Linked DNA regions of Ovis aries: region 1 is linked to region 2. The links are chromatin contacts, called in public Hi-C maps. All regions are on one chromosome and are shown on one strand. Each heading gives the region's core, a stretch centred on a gene start, on an enhancer-like site or on the middle of the called end of the contact. The rest is flanking DNA. Distances are from core to core; before and after follow the strand shown. Region 1 holds the start of DPM2 (dolichyl-phosphate mannosyltransferase subunit 2, regulatory). Region 2 has its middle 27 kb from the start of NAIF1.

What was found. Hi-C and Micro-C count contacts between places; a contact is called where the count stands out from the background.
Region 1: a Hi-C map of liver shows a contact between it and region 2, with 4 times the contacts expected there. The contact joins the promoter of DPM2 here to the enhancer-like site in region 2. A contact is called at or near these places in 14 of 16 Hi-C or Micro-C datasets (blood, hypothalamus, liver and 6 more).

Annotation. Positions count from the first base shown.
Region 1 is chr3:8,280,903-8,288,231 of ARS-UI_Ramb_v3.0, reverse strand. It overlaps DPM2 (dolichyl-phosphate mannosyltransferase subunit 2, regulatory), which reads right to left and starts at 3,513. Exons shown (of 4, transcript XM_004005614.6): 1 at 3,471-3,513; 2 at 3,094-3,183; 3 at 2,203-2,305; 4 at 1-1,197. The coding sequence starts at 3,473. The coding sequence ends at 1,139. EEIG1 (estrogen-induced osteoclastogenesis regulator 1) reads right to left here. Exons shown (of 11, transcript XM_027966400.2): 11 at 6,969-7,329.
Region 2 is chr3:8,203,570-8,210,002 of ARS-UI_Ramb_v3.0, reverse strand. No RefSeq gene overlaps it. Among named protein-coding and RNA genes, the nearest start is that of NAIF1, 27 kb to the right of the region's middle. Within about 2 kb of position 1,257, at least 3 of the 54 cell types and tissues checked have an H3K27ac peak or open chromatin away from gene starts, as enhancers often do. A contact at or near this core is called in liver, where this site is marked.

The DNA of each region.
Region 1 (7,329 bases), core at 2,264-4,763, 76 kb before region 2:
ACAGGGCAGGTGTGCCTGCAGTTGGGCTCTTTCCTCTGATGAGGCAGGCGGGACACCTCTGCTAACTGGAGGGAGAATGAGTGCCCAAGGAAGTGAGGGGTGGAGGCTCACACTGTGAATGGAAGAGCTGGCTGCCCAGAGGGGCATGGTGGGATTGCCAGGGGCTCGAGCTGAGGCCTGGACCAGTCAACCGGAACACAGTGGAAACAGCCCTGCTGTGGCTCACAGCGGCCCTCTGCTCAGAGCCACACTAAGTTGGGCTGCTGGGTACCAGACAGATGATGGGCTTGGACTTTTAGGGGTCTGAGGGTCCTTAATATACCAGTGCCCACTGGCTGGGCTGGCACAGGAGAGGCGAGGTAGAGGCTGATGTGATGTCTGGCAGACCGCCATGCCTCCAGACTCCCCCGCTGTGAGCTGCACCAGGCCAGATCCACATCGGTCCTGGCCCCTGCACTGTCCTGTGTCCAGCACAGGGATAATCCAGGAGGTACCCCACAGACCAGTGTCTCCTGATCTGAGACCAATGCAAAGGCCAGCTCCCAGCCCCTGAGCTCCTCAGGTCAGGGACGGCACTGAGACAAAGACAACGATGTTTATTGTTCAGCTCTCCCATCAGGCCAGCCCTGAGGCTGGGGGGCTGGGCCTCCCTCTAGGCTCTCCAGGTCCAGAGATCCTTGTGGGGTCTGGGGCTATGTCAGACCTGGGAAGGCTGCCTCTGTGGAGGAGCAGGACATGCGGGAAGAGGTCACGTGACGCCCCAGAACCTGCCAAGTCCAACCATCATGTGACAAGAAGGAAACTGAGGCAAGTGTAGAACCCAGCGGGAAAAATGATAGGGAGTCTCAAGGTGAGGTGTGTGTGTATGTGGAGAGGGACCAGCACCTTGCAGGCCCTGAGCCAGAAGGGGGGTGAGATGGAGACTTCCAGGTACTTCTCCTCCCTGGCTTCTGGAAGGAGCAGGGGCCCTGGTCAGCCAGGGGTGAGTCCTGAACAGCTTCTATCCCACAGGGGTGTCTGCAGGGCAATCAAGCTTGAGGGGGTCTCAGTGCCTGGATGGGTCCTGTGGGCACCCCCACTGGGTCTGCCCTGGAGAAGAAGCAGAGATGGAGCCAGCAGCCTCATTCCTGCTGGGCCTTCACTGAGCCTTTTTGGTATCCTTCTGGTTCCTCAGCATCACGTAGGTGATGAATATACCTGGAATACACAGACCAAAAAAGGCAGCTAAGATCCTGGCTCAGGACTGCTTGGGGGTCAGAAAGTGAAGTGGAAGTCGCTCGGTTGTGTCCAACTCTTTGTGACCCCATGGGCTACACAGTCCATGGAATTCTCCAGGCCAGAATACTGGAGTGCTTCTCCAGGGGATCTTCTGAACCCAGGGATCGAACCCAGGTCTCCCACACTGCAGGTGGATTCTTTACCAGCTGAGTCACAAGGGGAGACCGGGGAGGCCAGAGCAGGACCCAAGCATGGCAGTGACCCACACAGGGGGCCAACCAGCTACCTAACCACCCTCCAGGCCACACCCTGGAGGCCATTTCCCTAATCATTCATCAAGCTACACTTCTGCCTGCACTCATTCAACAAACATCAGCTGAATGACTACCAAAGGCAATCTGCTGAGTTTAGTGTTTCTGATTCTACAGGGAATAAGATCCACCCAACTATCTATCTACTCACCCGACCACCTGTCCATCTACCTAACCACCTACCCACTCAGCATCCATCATCCACCCACCCCATCATCCAGACAGCTAATTGTTGATTTATCCAAACCACTTTCTTGAGCACCAACTCAGTGCCACAGCTTGTGCTTGAGGTGAGGGCATAGTAATGATAAAGCCACAGTCCCTGCCCCTGTAAGGCCCACACGCTAGACCCTGGGAGACAGAGAGATGCAGGAATCATGAACCAGGGTGACAAGGGGGTGAGAGGTGATGGAGGTGTGAGCAGAGTGGTGGTGGTGGTGGTGGTGGAGGGAGCAAGAAAGAGGGAGACATCCCATTAGACTCCAGTGAGCCTGAGGCATTGGGAAGACTGACTTAAGCCCTGAAGGATGAACAGGGAAACCCCAGGACGTGAGCTGAGGGTAAGGAGCCTCAAGCAGATGTACAGTGAGTGATGAAGTGTAGCAGCATGTCTGGGGTTGGGAGGGGGTCATGGGGTCCCCAAGACACCCTGTCCAGGGTTGGGGGAACTTACCCACAAACAGGAGCAGCAGGAGGCCAGCAGCCAGTGGGATAGCAATGGCATAGGCTCGGGGCAGGAAATACTTGTGGATGACATGCTGACTGTCGATGAATGGCTGGCATCAAAGGCAGAGCTCTAGTGAGTGTTCCTCGCTCTGCTCAGCTCCCCTGGTCCAAACAGCCCTCCTCCTCCATCTCAGGGGTTGACCCCATCAAAGCACTGCATTCGCTTTTCTCTAAGAGGATAGCACTCCGGGTGCCTTGGTTTGTTCCCTTCCTTCAGTTATCTAATGGTTGTGTACTGGGCACCTGACTGGTGCTCGCCCGAAGTTGGGGCTAGGGAGCTGGCAGGGAACAGAAGACAAAGGACTTGCCCTAAGGCCCTCACAGCTTAGCAGGGACAAAGAGGACATGAAGAATCCACGAGTGATTCCCAACCAGGACTCCAAGGTTTTCTTTACTAACATTTTTCTCCAAAGGATACCGACTTCTGCAAGATTTTGTCCTCCAAACAAACACTGCACTTTTAAAGCAGTAACCAAAAAAAATTTCCCACGGGGAAAAAAAAAATGCTAAACACTCTTACAAAATCCACTGGGACTGTCATGCCCAAGTGCCCGCAGGATAACCAGAAGGACTAGAACTCCCATCAAAAGCAAACAAATCAAGGAAAGGACTTCGCAGTGGAGTGGTTAAGGATTCCACCCTGAGCCTTCCCCTTGAGCTTCTGCTTCCTCGTCTATAACATAGGGACACCTGTTACCATCTTTCTCATAGTGCTGTCCTGGAGCTTTCATGAGATATGCAGTGACAACACCTAGCACAGTGCCTGCTAAAATGATGTGAGGAGTTAGCTTCAAGATCCAGGGATGGGAGCTAAGAGAGGGCGGGAAAGCACACATACCAAGAGAATTACCCAGGCGGTGTAATAAGTGAAGATGATCAGGCTAAGGGCGACGAGGCCGAGTCCCACCACCTGGTCTGTTCCCTTGGCCTGCAGAAAAGGGAGGATTCAACTGAGGAAAAGATCCTCCATTTAGGAAGGAGGGGGGAGTCGCTGCGGCCCGATCACGTCCATTTACTCAGCTGACATATGTGACGTGGCTGACTGGGTATCTTTTCTAGGTCGGGAGAGAGAGTACCGGGCCAAAGTCTATCACTCGTACGGTGAGACGGCGGGAGAACGATACCGGCTCCGAGTGCTCAAGCCCCAGCTCCCGAGCAGACCCAGGACCCCACCCTCCGGACGCCCCCATTGCCGACTTTTGGCCTCACGCTCACCATTTCCCCAGCGCTTCAGGCACCGGAGACGCAAGCCCCATCCGGTTCCGGATCGGGCCCTTCCGGCCTTGGGCCGCGGGGCACGCCGGGAGTCGCAGTCCTCAAGCTGGCCCAGGACCACGTCGCCGGAGACGGGCGGGCACCGCCTCCTCTTTGCATGTCGGGAAATGTAGTTTCTCGAGGACATTCTGTGACGCGTTCCCGAATCTCTCGGCAGTAAGACCGAATTGAGGAACTGAGACTGGCTTGGCACTTGTGGGCTCGGTCCTGTCGAACTCGCCCGAGAGGAAAAAAAAAAAAGCCCATCTCTCAATATCCCAGGGTCCTAAAGCCAGAACAGGATGGGGGTGAGTGGTCAGAAGTCCCGTGTTTCAGGTGGGGAAAAGGAGGCTCAAGAGAGAGGCGAGAACTGAAAAGGCGAGAACTCAGACCACAGTCTGAGTCAGTGGTGTATAGCAGACTCCAGCAACCGAGGGCGCTACTTCCTGGTCCCGAGGCCCGAACGTGTCTGTTGAGGGTAAGGTAAAGAAAAAGTTCAAGGACCGGCCTAGGGTGAGAGGAGAGGGAGAAGCCGGAGTCCCTTCCCCAACTGCATCACCAAGAAGACGCTTGTCATTGCGTTTCTGTTTTTTAAATTTTATTTATTTTTGGCTGCGCTGGGTCTTCGTTACTGCGAGGGCTTTTCTCTAGTCGCCGTACAGAGCCTTTTATTGCCGTAGCTTCTTCGTTGCAGAGCACGGGCTCGGGCACGCGGGCTTCAGTCGCTGCGGCTCGCAGGTCCTATGAGCACAGACTCTACTTGTGGTGCACAGGGCTTAGCTGCTCCGCAGCATGTGGGGGCTTCCTGGATCGGGGATCCAACCGTGTCTCCTGCACTGGCAGGTGGACTCTTTACCAGTGAGCCACCAGGGAAGCCCCATCATTGCGTTTTAATTACCTTATTTACTAGTTGACCTGGCCCACTTGACTGTGAGCCCCCTGAGGAAAGGGTCTGTATCCCGTGTCCAGAATGAAGCCTGACACAACTGGGAGCTTTGAATCAGTCAACCAGCTTTAAGATTTTGGTGACTTCTGCAGTGCTACAGACCCCGCTCCAGTACTCTTGCCCAGAAAATCTCATGGACAGAGGAGCCTGGTGGGCTGCAGTCCATGGGGTCTCGAAGAGTCGGGCACGACTGAGCAACTTCGCTTTCACTTTTCGCTTTCATGCATTGGAGAAGGAAATGGCAACCCACTTCAGTGTTCTTGCCTGGAGAATCCCAGGGATGGGGGAGCCTGGTCGGCTGCCATCTATGGGGTCGCACAGAGTCGACACAACTGAAGCGACTTAGCAGCAGCAGCAGCAGCAGTGCTGTGGAGAATAGCCTCTGGCGATTCCCCTCCCTGTGCTGTCTTCACCTGGAGGGGAGGGGGGCAGGGGCATGCAAAGATGGGGTCTGAACCAGGCATGGCTTGCTCCTGCTGGCAGCATCTGTTTCCTTGGGTTGTCTGAGCCCATTGCAAAGCTGAGAGGAACATTTCCCCCCCATCATTTATTTTATAGACTGATTTTTCACTTCGCATGGAAAAAAAAAAGTAAAAGTTGTGCTTAGTCGTGTCTGACTCCGCAACCTCATGGACTGGTTCCAGAGAGTGAAAGGAGTCGGTCAAGGCTGTATATTGTCACCCTGCTTATTTAACTTATATGCAGAGTACATCATGAGAAAGGCTGGGCTGGATGAAGCACAGGCTGGAATCAAGATTCCTGGGAAAAACCTCAGATATGCAGATGACACCACCCTTACTGCAGAAAGCAAAGAACTAAGGAGCCTCTTGATGAAAGTGAAAGAGGAGAGTGAAAAAGTTGGCTTAAAACTCAACATTCAGAAAACTAAGATCATGGCATCTGTTCCCATCACTTCATGGGAAATAGATGGGGAAACAGTGGAAACAGTGACAGACTTTTTGGGGGCTCCAGAATCACTGCAGATGGTGACTGCAGCCATGAAATTAAAAGATGCTTACTCCTTGGAAAGAAAGTTATGACCAACCTAGACAGCATATTAAAAAGCAGAGACATTACTTTGCCAACAAAGGTCCATCTGGTCAAAGCTACAGTTTTTCCAGTAGTCATGTATGGATGTGAGAGTTGGACTATGAAGAAAGCTGAGCGCCAAAGAATTGATGCTTTTGAAGTGTGGTGTTGGAGAAGACTCTTGAGAGTCCCTTGGACTGCAAGGAGATCCAACCAGTCCATCCTAAAGGAATTCAGTCCTGAATATTCAGTGAAAGGACTGATGCTGAAGCTGAAACTCCAATACTTTGGCCACCTGATGCGAAGAACTGATTCATTAGAAAAGACCTTGATGCTGGGAATGATTGCAGGCAGAAGGGGACGACAGAGGATGAGACGGTTGGATGGCATCGACTCAATGGACATGAGTTTGAGTAACTCCGGGAGTTGGCAATGGACAGGGAGGTGTCTGGTGTGCTGCAGTCCGTGGGGTCGCAGAGTCGGACACGACTGAGCGACTGAACTAAACTGGACTGTAGCCCACCAGGCTCCTCTGTCAATGGAATTCTCCAGGCAAGAATACTGGAGTGGCTAGCCATTCGCTTCTCCAGAGGATCTTCCTGACCCAGGGATTGAACAGCTTCTTACCGTCTGAGCCACCAGGAAAGCCCACTGGGCATTACTGTGCTCCAAAGGAGCAAACTGTTTTGGACCTTACAGCCCAGTTCCTTCCGTCTCAGAATTGGGGCTCAGCCAGGAGCCAACTCATCCCTCCCCATGTGTGCACAGAACCAAGGGGCTGAGAATCAGCCTCCAGGGTTTTCTGGGGTGTGAGCAGGCATCAGCACTGAAAATGGGCAAGGATAATGCAGTGCTGGGGCCAGGATGAGGCCTGGTAGTCTGGTCCCTTCTGGCTTGTCCAGAGCCCTGAGGATTCCTGCCATTTCTGAGCTCATGAAAGGCCCAGGGTGACTTGCCTTTCCCAAGAGCTTGGCGGCCATGACAACTCTTCAGGAACTTGAGTCAAGGGCAGGGAGTGAGGTGGTCCAAGCCTGGAGAGAGTGCTGGCCTGTGGCTTTGGGGAGGCTGGGGAAACTCTTAGCATCTTTCAGGGGCGGGGTCAGGCTCCCTAGGGAGGGCTGTATACCCACCTCCTAATTTGATCCACAATCCCATTTGCAGCTGAGAAAGCTGAGGCACAGGCAGTCATCGATCCTCAGGCGTACTTGTTAGAGGCCACCCGACTCTGGGGAGGTTAGAACTTGGGCTCTGAGGTCAGAGCTGCCACCTTGTAAGTGTGAGGTTGGCAAGAAACTGTCCTTTCTGGGCCTATGTTTCCTCCCAATGAATGTGTAGTAGTAACAGTGATAATAATTGTAATGACTGCAGCCAGGACAACCAAGAACCCTGGCCACCGACGTCTCTCCCACCCCGTGTCATCTCTCTCCCTTCTGGTGCCATCTGTGACCTGGGATTCAACTCAGTAAAACAAGCAAGAACCAACATGCCATAACAAAATCTGCAACATTTAATCCCCACCCCCCCCAACCAAGACACTGACACTAGGCTGATTTCCCCTTACAATGTTATTTTCTACAATAGAAGCTGGGACGGAGATACAAACACAGCCCACTGAATCAGGGGGTGGTGGCGGTAACATTCTGTTCGAAAGGAGGGGTGCTAAAAAAAAAAAGGCCTCCCCTCCCCCCATCTCCCTGCTCACCTCCCGAAAGAGAGGAGACCACGGCATTCTGCATCTTGGCGGATCATGCCATGTGGTCGGTTTGTGGGGTGACCAGAAAAAAAAAAAAAAAAAACTAAAAATATTGTAGACCTTTCTTTAAATCTAGTAAAAACGTTAAACTG
Region 2 (6,433 bases), core at 8-2,507:
CAAAAAAAAACTTCAAAAAAATAAAGAAGTGGTTATCATACTGCAAGGGTGGGCCTGTCACTGTCACGCAGAGCATCTCTCGTACATGTGGGAGGGGCTTCCCAAGGAGGAATCCCAGGGATCCAGGCACTCTGGGGCTACGTGGAGGATGGATTGTGGAGATTTGCCCTTCTCTTCATCTCAAATCCTGCTGCTGTGAGCCTCCTTGCTTGTTTCCCTCCATCAGAGAAGATCCCCTGGGCAATTTACGTGCATCAACTCACGTGGTTCTCCCCACGCTGCAGTGAGGCAGACATAGTCCTTGTGCCCGCTTCACAGATGAAGGATTCGATGATCCTCGCGGTCCCTTGGTTCAGTCCTGTGAGGATTCCCAGCACCCTAGGGAACTGAGGAGTCTTGGGATAAGGTTCCTGGTGGGCTTTTTTTTTGTTGTTTGTGCTGGATCGTAGTTGTGGCATTAGGGATGTTTGATCTTTGCTGTGGCTTACAAACTCTTAGTTGCGGCATATAGGATTTAGTTCCCTGACTGGGGATCAAACCCAGGCCCCCTGCATTGGGAGCAAAGAGTCTTAGCCATTGGACTACCAGGGAAGTCCCTAGATGGGCTCTTCTGATGGGAAAAGAGTGTCAAGGGAGCGGAGCAGTGAAGATGACCGAGAACCACAGTAACATCAGTCTCATCTCTTGACCTGCTGTAGGTAAGTGACAGGTGGGGCAAGGCTGCGACTCCATCATACAGATGAGGAAACAGAGGCTCAGAGAGGCAGAGACTTGTCTCCGGCTGCCCAGCTGGTCAGTACAGGCCCAGGGGTCACACCCGTGTCCCCTGACTCCTCGACCCTCCTCCCAGATCCCCAACCAGGTGGAGCGCACCGCACAGAACATGCATTAACTCCTGCAGTCTCCAAAGGAGACCCATGAGGTCAGTTTTACCCTCCCTCCCATTTGGCAGAAGAGGAGAACGTGGCTCTGAGACAGAAGGTGTGAAAATGCTGCAAAGGCCGCAGGCAGGCCATAGTCACGGGCAGACTGGGGGCTGCTGGGAGCTCTGCAGAGGACCAGAGGAGAGAGGAAGGAAAGAGGAGGCAGGGCTTCACCTGAGCGATTAGCTCCCGAGTCACTGCTATTGACAATTCATATCTTTGAGGTGGAACCGGAAACAGGATGTAGGTTTCCCTTTAGGGGGCAGGTGCCCCAAATGGCCACGTACCATCAGATACACAGAAACACCATCCGCAAGCAGTGCTGCTGAGGGTTAGAGTGCAGGCTCTGGAGGCAGACGGGCTCCTTGCTGGCTGTGTGACTGCAGACGCCTGGCTTGACCTCTCCGGGCCTTTGTTCGGAGGACCAGCGAGACACTCAGTAAATAGTGACAAGGGCTCTTTTCAGTGTTGGGAGGTGGGAGCAATTTTTTGCCAAAAGAGGAAGCAAAGCTGAAGGACTGCTTGGCCGTTGTTATCCCCCTCCCCATTGTGCTGACCACTGGCAGCCCAGTGCCCCAGGGACCTTGAACAAGCCCATGTGTGCGTGCTAAGTCGCTTCAGTCGTGTCCGACACTTTAAGACCCATGGACTGTAAAGCACCTCTGTCCATGGACACCTTTGCCCAAAAACAGTGAGCTCGCTGCACAAGGACAGCTTCCAGACAAGCCCCTGGGCCCCGCCACACTGGTGCCCCCAGGCTCCTCCGGCGGGGTTGCCCAGTCCTGAGGTCGCCCTGCTGCTGACCCAGAACTCCCTGCTGCGTTCCTGTGACAAGCTTGTTGAGCCCCTCCAGGTACCAGGCCTGGCCCTGCCTTCCCAGAGTCCACCTCCCAGGGCCCCACCTGGGCCCCAGAAATGTTGCCTGCACTTGGGAACTGCAATCCAAGCTCTCAGTGGTGTCCTGAGTTTCGGGGTGACAGTAAGGGAGAGACAAGTTTCTGGAAAAGGACACTGGACTGGCAGCTAAAGGCCCAGGTCTAGGCCCAACTTGACCTTTGTCAGGCTGTATGACTTTGAGTAGTCTCTGTTTCTCTCTGGGCCTTACAACTGAAGGGACTACTAGATGGTCCCTCTCTCTTTCAAATTAATCAAAACAGAGGTAATACTCGGGAGTCAGTCACCCCCTAGTTTTTTTTTTTTTAATTGATGTATAGTTGATTTACAAAGTTGTGTTAGTTTCAGATGTAAAGTGATTCAGTTTTATAATATACATATATATATACTTTTTCAGATTCTTTTCCATTATAGGTTATTACAAGATATTGAATATAATTCCCTGTGCTATACAATAGGTCCTCGCTGTTTGTCTATTTTAGTGTGTATGTATTAATCCCAAACTCCTAATTTATCCCCCTCCACACCTTTCCCCTTTGGTAAATTTGTTTTCTATGTCTGTGAGTCTCTTTCTGTTTTGGAAATAAGTTCATTTGTATCTCTTTATTTTTTTTCAGATTCCACATAAAAGTGATATCATATTTATCTTTCTCTGGCTGGCTGGCTTACTTCACGCAACATGATCGTCGCCAGGCATTGATTCACATTTTAACATCTTTAAAATCAAGATGCATTTTTTTACAGTCAGCCGTGCACCTGACATGTATAATTGGCAGTGCTTATTTCTCCATGGTGCATAAGTAATGGTGCGTGTTATAGTTGGTGATGTCTTAGATTCACTGAAGTGTGGCATTATTTTGACAAAATGACAATGATTTTAAATTTAAAAAGAGCTAATTGGAACAGCTGCTGTTTATTGCACTTCTACTGTAGATCAAGCGCTGGGCTTCCTGCCCATGTGCTTACTTAATATTACAATTCTAGAGTATTATCAAATTCGTTAGATGAAGAATTCGGGGCTCAGAGAAGCTAAGCGACTTCCTTAATGTCACCCAGCCAGGAAGTGATCGATACAAGATATATATAGTTGTTCAACCACTAAGTCGTTCGACTCGTTGCAATCCCATGGATAGCAGCACGCCAGATTTCTCTCCCCTTCACTATTTCCTGGAGCTTGCTCAAACTCATGTCCATTAAGTCGGTGGTGCCATCCAACCATCTCATCCTCTGTCATCCCCTTCTCCTCCTGTCCTCAGTCTTTCCCGGTATCATATGAATCATTGTGCTGTACACCTGAAACGAACATAATATTGAAAATCAGCTATACTTCAGTTTTTAAGCATGTGAATAAATGGGCGTCTTAGAATTGATGCAATACAGTCCAGGTATGGGAAACAAAACCAACTTAACGTGAAAAGGAAGATAACAACACGCATTGGTTTCCTGTCTGTCCCTCCCCGTCTCCCCACGCCACCCCCCTCCCCTAGAAGCAACCACTTTTGAGTCTTCGGGTTTATTTTTTTTCTAGCACTTACGCATTTCATGCTTCTAAGCAATCAGCACATACTGCTATCTTTTGATACATACCTTCTAGCCAATTTTTCCTCCCTGCTCTGTTTACCTGTCTTCCATACGCTCTCTGCCCACTACCTGTTTTGAGAAGGAAGGATTTTGCTTTCCTGCGTCATCCCCACCCCCATTTCCTGTACTCTATCTTCTATTGCGGAAGTACCGTCGAGGTTTGGTGTTAAATCACTAGTCGCACTTAAGATTTACACACTTATTTGTGCAACTCACTGAATATACTTAATATCTCAATTTAAAAATCACTGTTCAGTGTTTACGTGATTTTTCTTCTGCAAATATTATATAGCTAAGCATTGTTTTTTTTCTGTTTTCCTGAAGCTAATTACTTTTTATTGAGCTATAATTGATGAACAGTAAAATGCACATATTTAAAAGGTACAAGTACCAGACTTCCCTGGGGATCCAATGGCTAAGACTCCACATTTCCAGTGCAGAGAGTGTGGGTTCGATCCCTGGTAAGGGAACTGAGATTCCACATGCCCTGTGGCCACACACACATACACAAAAGGCATAAGAAGTACACGTTTCAGTATGTGACCACCAGTGATTTCATCACCACAATCCAGATAGTGACCGGATCCGTTACCTCCATGAGCCCCTCACATCCCTTTGTAAGCCTGTTCTTCCCACCCTCCCTGACACCCCACCCCTCTTCTGTCACTGTAGTTTCTGTCATTGCGTTTTCTGGGACTTAAACAGATTCACACAGTATGAACGCTTTTTGTCTGGCTTCTGTCACTCAGCATCGTTATTTTGAGATTCATCCATATTGTTGCTATGAATGTCAGTGAGTCACTCTTTTTTTATTTGGCTGAGCAGACTCTTCATTCATGGGTTCAGTTGCCCCATGGTATGTGGGATCTTAGTTCTCTGACCAGGGAGCCAACTTGTGACTCCTGCATTGGAAGGAAGATTCTTAACCCCTGGACCACCAGGGAAGTCTCTGATTCAGTCCTTTTTATTGCCAAGTATTGTGGTATGGATGACCACACGGTCATTTGAGCCACTTTTGCCTATTGTGAGTAAGGCTGCTGTGAACATCCTGGAAAAGACTTTGCTTGCTAAGTCACTTCGGTCGTGTCCGACTCTTTGAGACCCCATGGTCTGTAGCCTGCCAGGCTCCTCTGCCCATGAGATTCTCCAGGCAAGAATACTGGAGTGGGTTATCATCTCCTTCTCCAGGGGATCTTCTCAACCCAGGGATCAAACCCGGGTCTCTTATGTCTCTTGCATCAGCAGGCAGGTTCTTTACCACTAGTGTCACCTGGGAAGCCCAAGACTTTAGGAGGACATGAGTTTGATGCTTTTGAACTGTGGTGTTGGAGAAGACTCTTGAGAGTCCCTTGGACTGCAAGGAAATCCAACCAGTCCATCCTAAAGGAAATCAGTCCTAAATATTCACTGGAAGGACTGATGCTGAAGCTGAAGCTCCAATACTATGGCCACCTGATGTGAAGAACAGACTCACTGGAAAAGACTCTGATTCTGGGAAAGATTGAAGGCGGGAGGAGAAGGGGACGACAGAGGATGAGATGGTTGGATGGCATCACCGACTCAATGGACATGCTGCTGCTGCTGCTGCTGCTGCTAAGTAAACTCCGGGAGTTGGTGATGGACAGGGAGACTTGGCATGTGCAATCCATAGTGTTGGAAAGAGTCGGACACAACTGAGTGACTGAACTGAACTGAAGTTTTCATTCCTTTGGGGTAAATACCTGAGAGTGGATTTGCGGGTTCTGCTGTCTATGGGGTCGCACAGAGTCTGACACAACTGAACCAATTTAGCAGCAGCAGCAGCAGTAAATATAGGTTTAATTTTATAAGAGCTGAAAAATTGTTTTCTAAAGTGGTTTTTCCATTTTACAATCTACCAGCAGGATAGGAGAGTTCCAGTCATTCCCTCACCAACCCTTGGGATTATTGGCCTTTTTAAAATTTAGCCATTTCAGTGGGCAGGCAGGGGTATCTCACTGTGACTTTAATTTGTACTTCCCTTACAAATAGGGCTTCCCTGGTGGCTCAGAGGTTAAGGAGTCTGCCTTCAATGCAGGTAGACCTGGGTTCGATCCCTAGGTCGGGAAGATCCCCTGGAGAAGAAAATGGCAACCCACTCCAGTACTCTTGCCTGGAGAATCCCATGGACAGAGGAGCCTGGAGGGCTACAGTCCACGGGGTCACAAAGAGTCGGACTGGACTGAGCGACTTCACTTTCACTTTCCCTTACAAATAATGATGTTGAGTATCTTTTTATATGTTTATTGGCTATGCACATATCTTCTTTAGTGAAGTAATTTTTCAAATATTTTGCCCACTTTTAAGTTGAGCTGATTGTCTTATTATTGAGTCGTAGACATTGTTTTTGGAGAAGGCAATGGCACCCCACTCCAGTACTCCTGCCTGGGAAATCCCATGGGCGGAGGAGCCTGGTGGGCTGCAGTCCATGGGGTCTCAAAGAGTTGGACACGACTGAGTGACTTCAATTTCACTTTTCTCTTTCATGCATTGGAGAAGGAAATGGCAACCCACTCCAGTGTTCTTACCTGGAGAATCCCAGGGATGGGGGAGCCTGGTGGGCTGCTATCTATGGGGTCACAGAGTCGGACACGACTGAAGCGACTTAGCAGCAGCAGCAGACATTGTTTGTGCATTCTGGATACAAGTCCTTTTCAGGGGTGTGTATTACGAATATTTTTATCCTAATCTGTGGCCTGCTTCTTGATTCTCTTAGCGACAACTTTTGAGGGCAAAGATTTAAACATCTGAGTCTAATTCATCAAGTTTTTCTTATATAATTTGTGCCTTTTGTGTCTTTTCCAAAAAAAAAAAAAAACAATGGCTTAAAAAGTTTCTTTAGTTTTGGGAGGGAGATAAATTAGGCTTTTTTCTTCTCCTTCTTCTCCTTCTTCTCCTTCTTCTCCTTCTTCTCCTTCTTCTCCTTCTTCTCCTTCTTCTCCTTCTTCTCCTTCTTCTCCTTCTTCTCCTTCTTCTCCTTCTTCTCCTTCTTCTCCTTCTTCTCCTTCTTCTCCAGT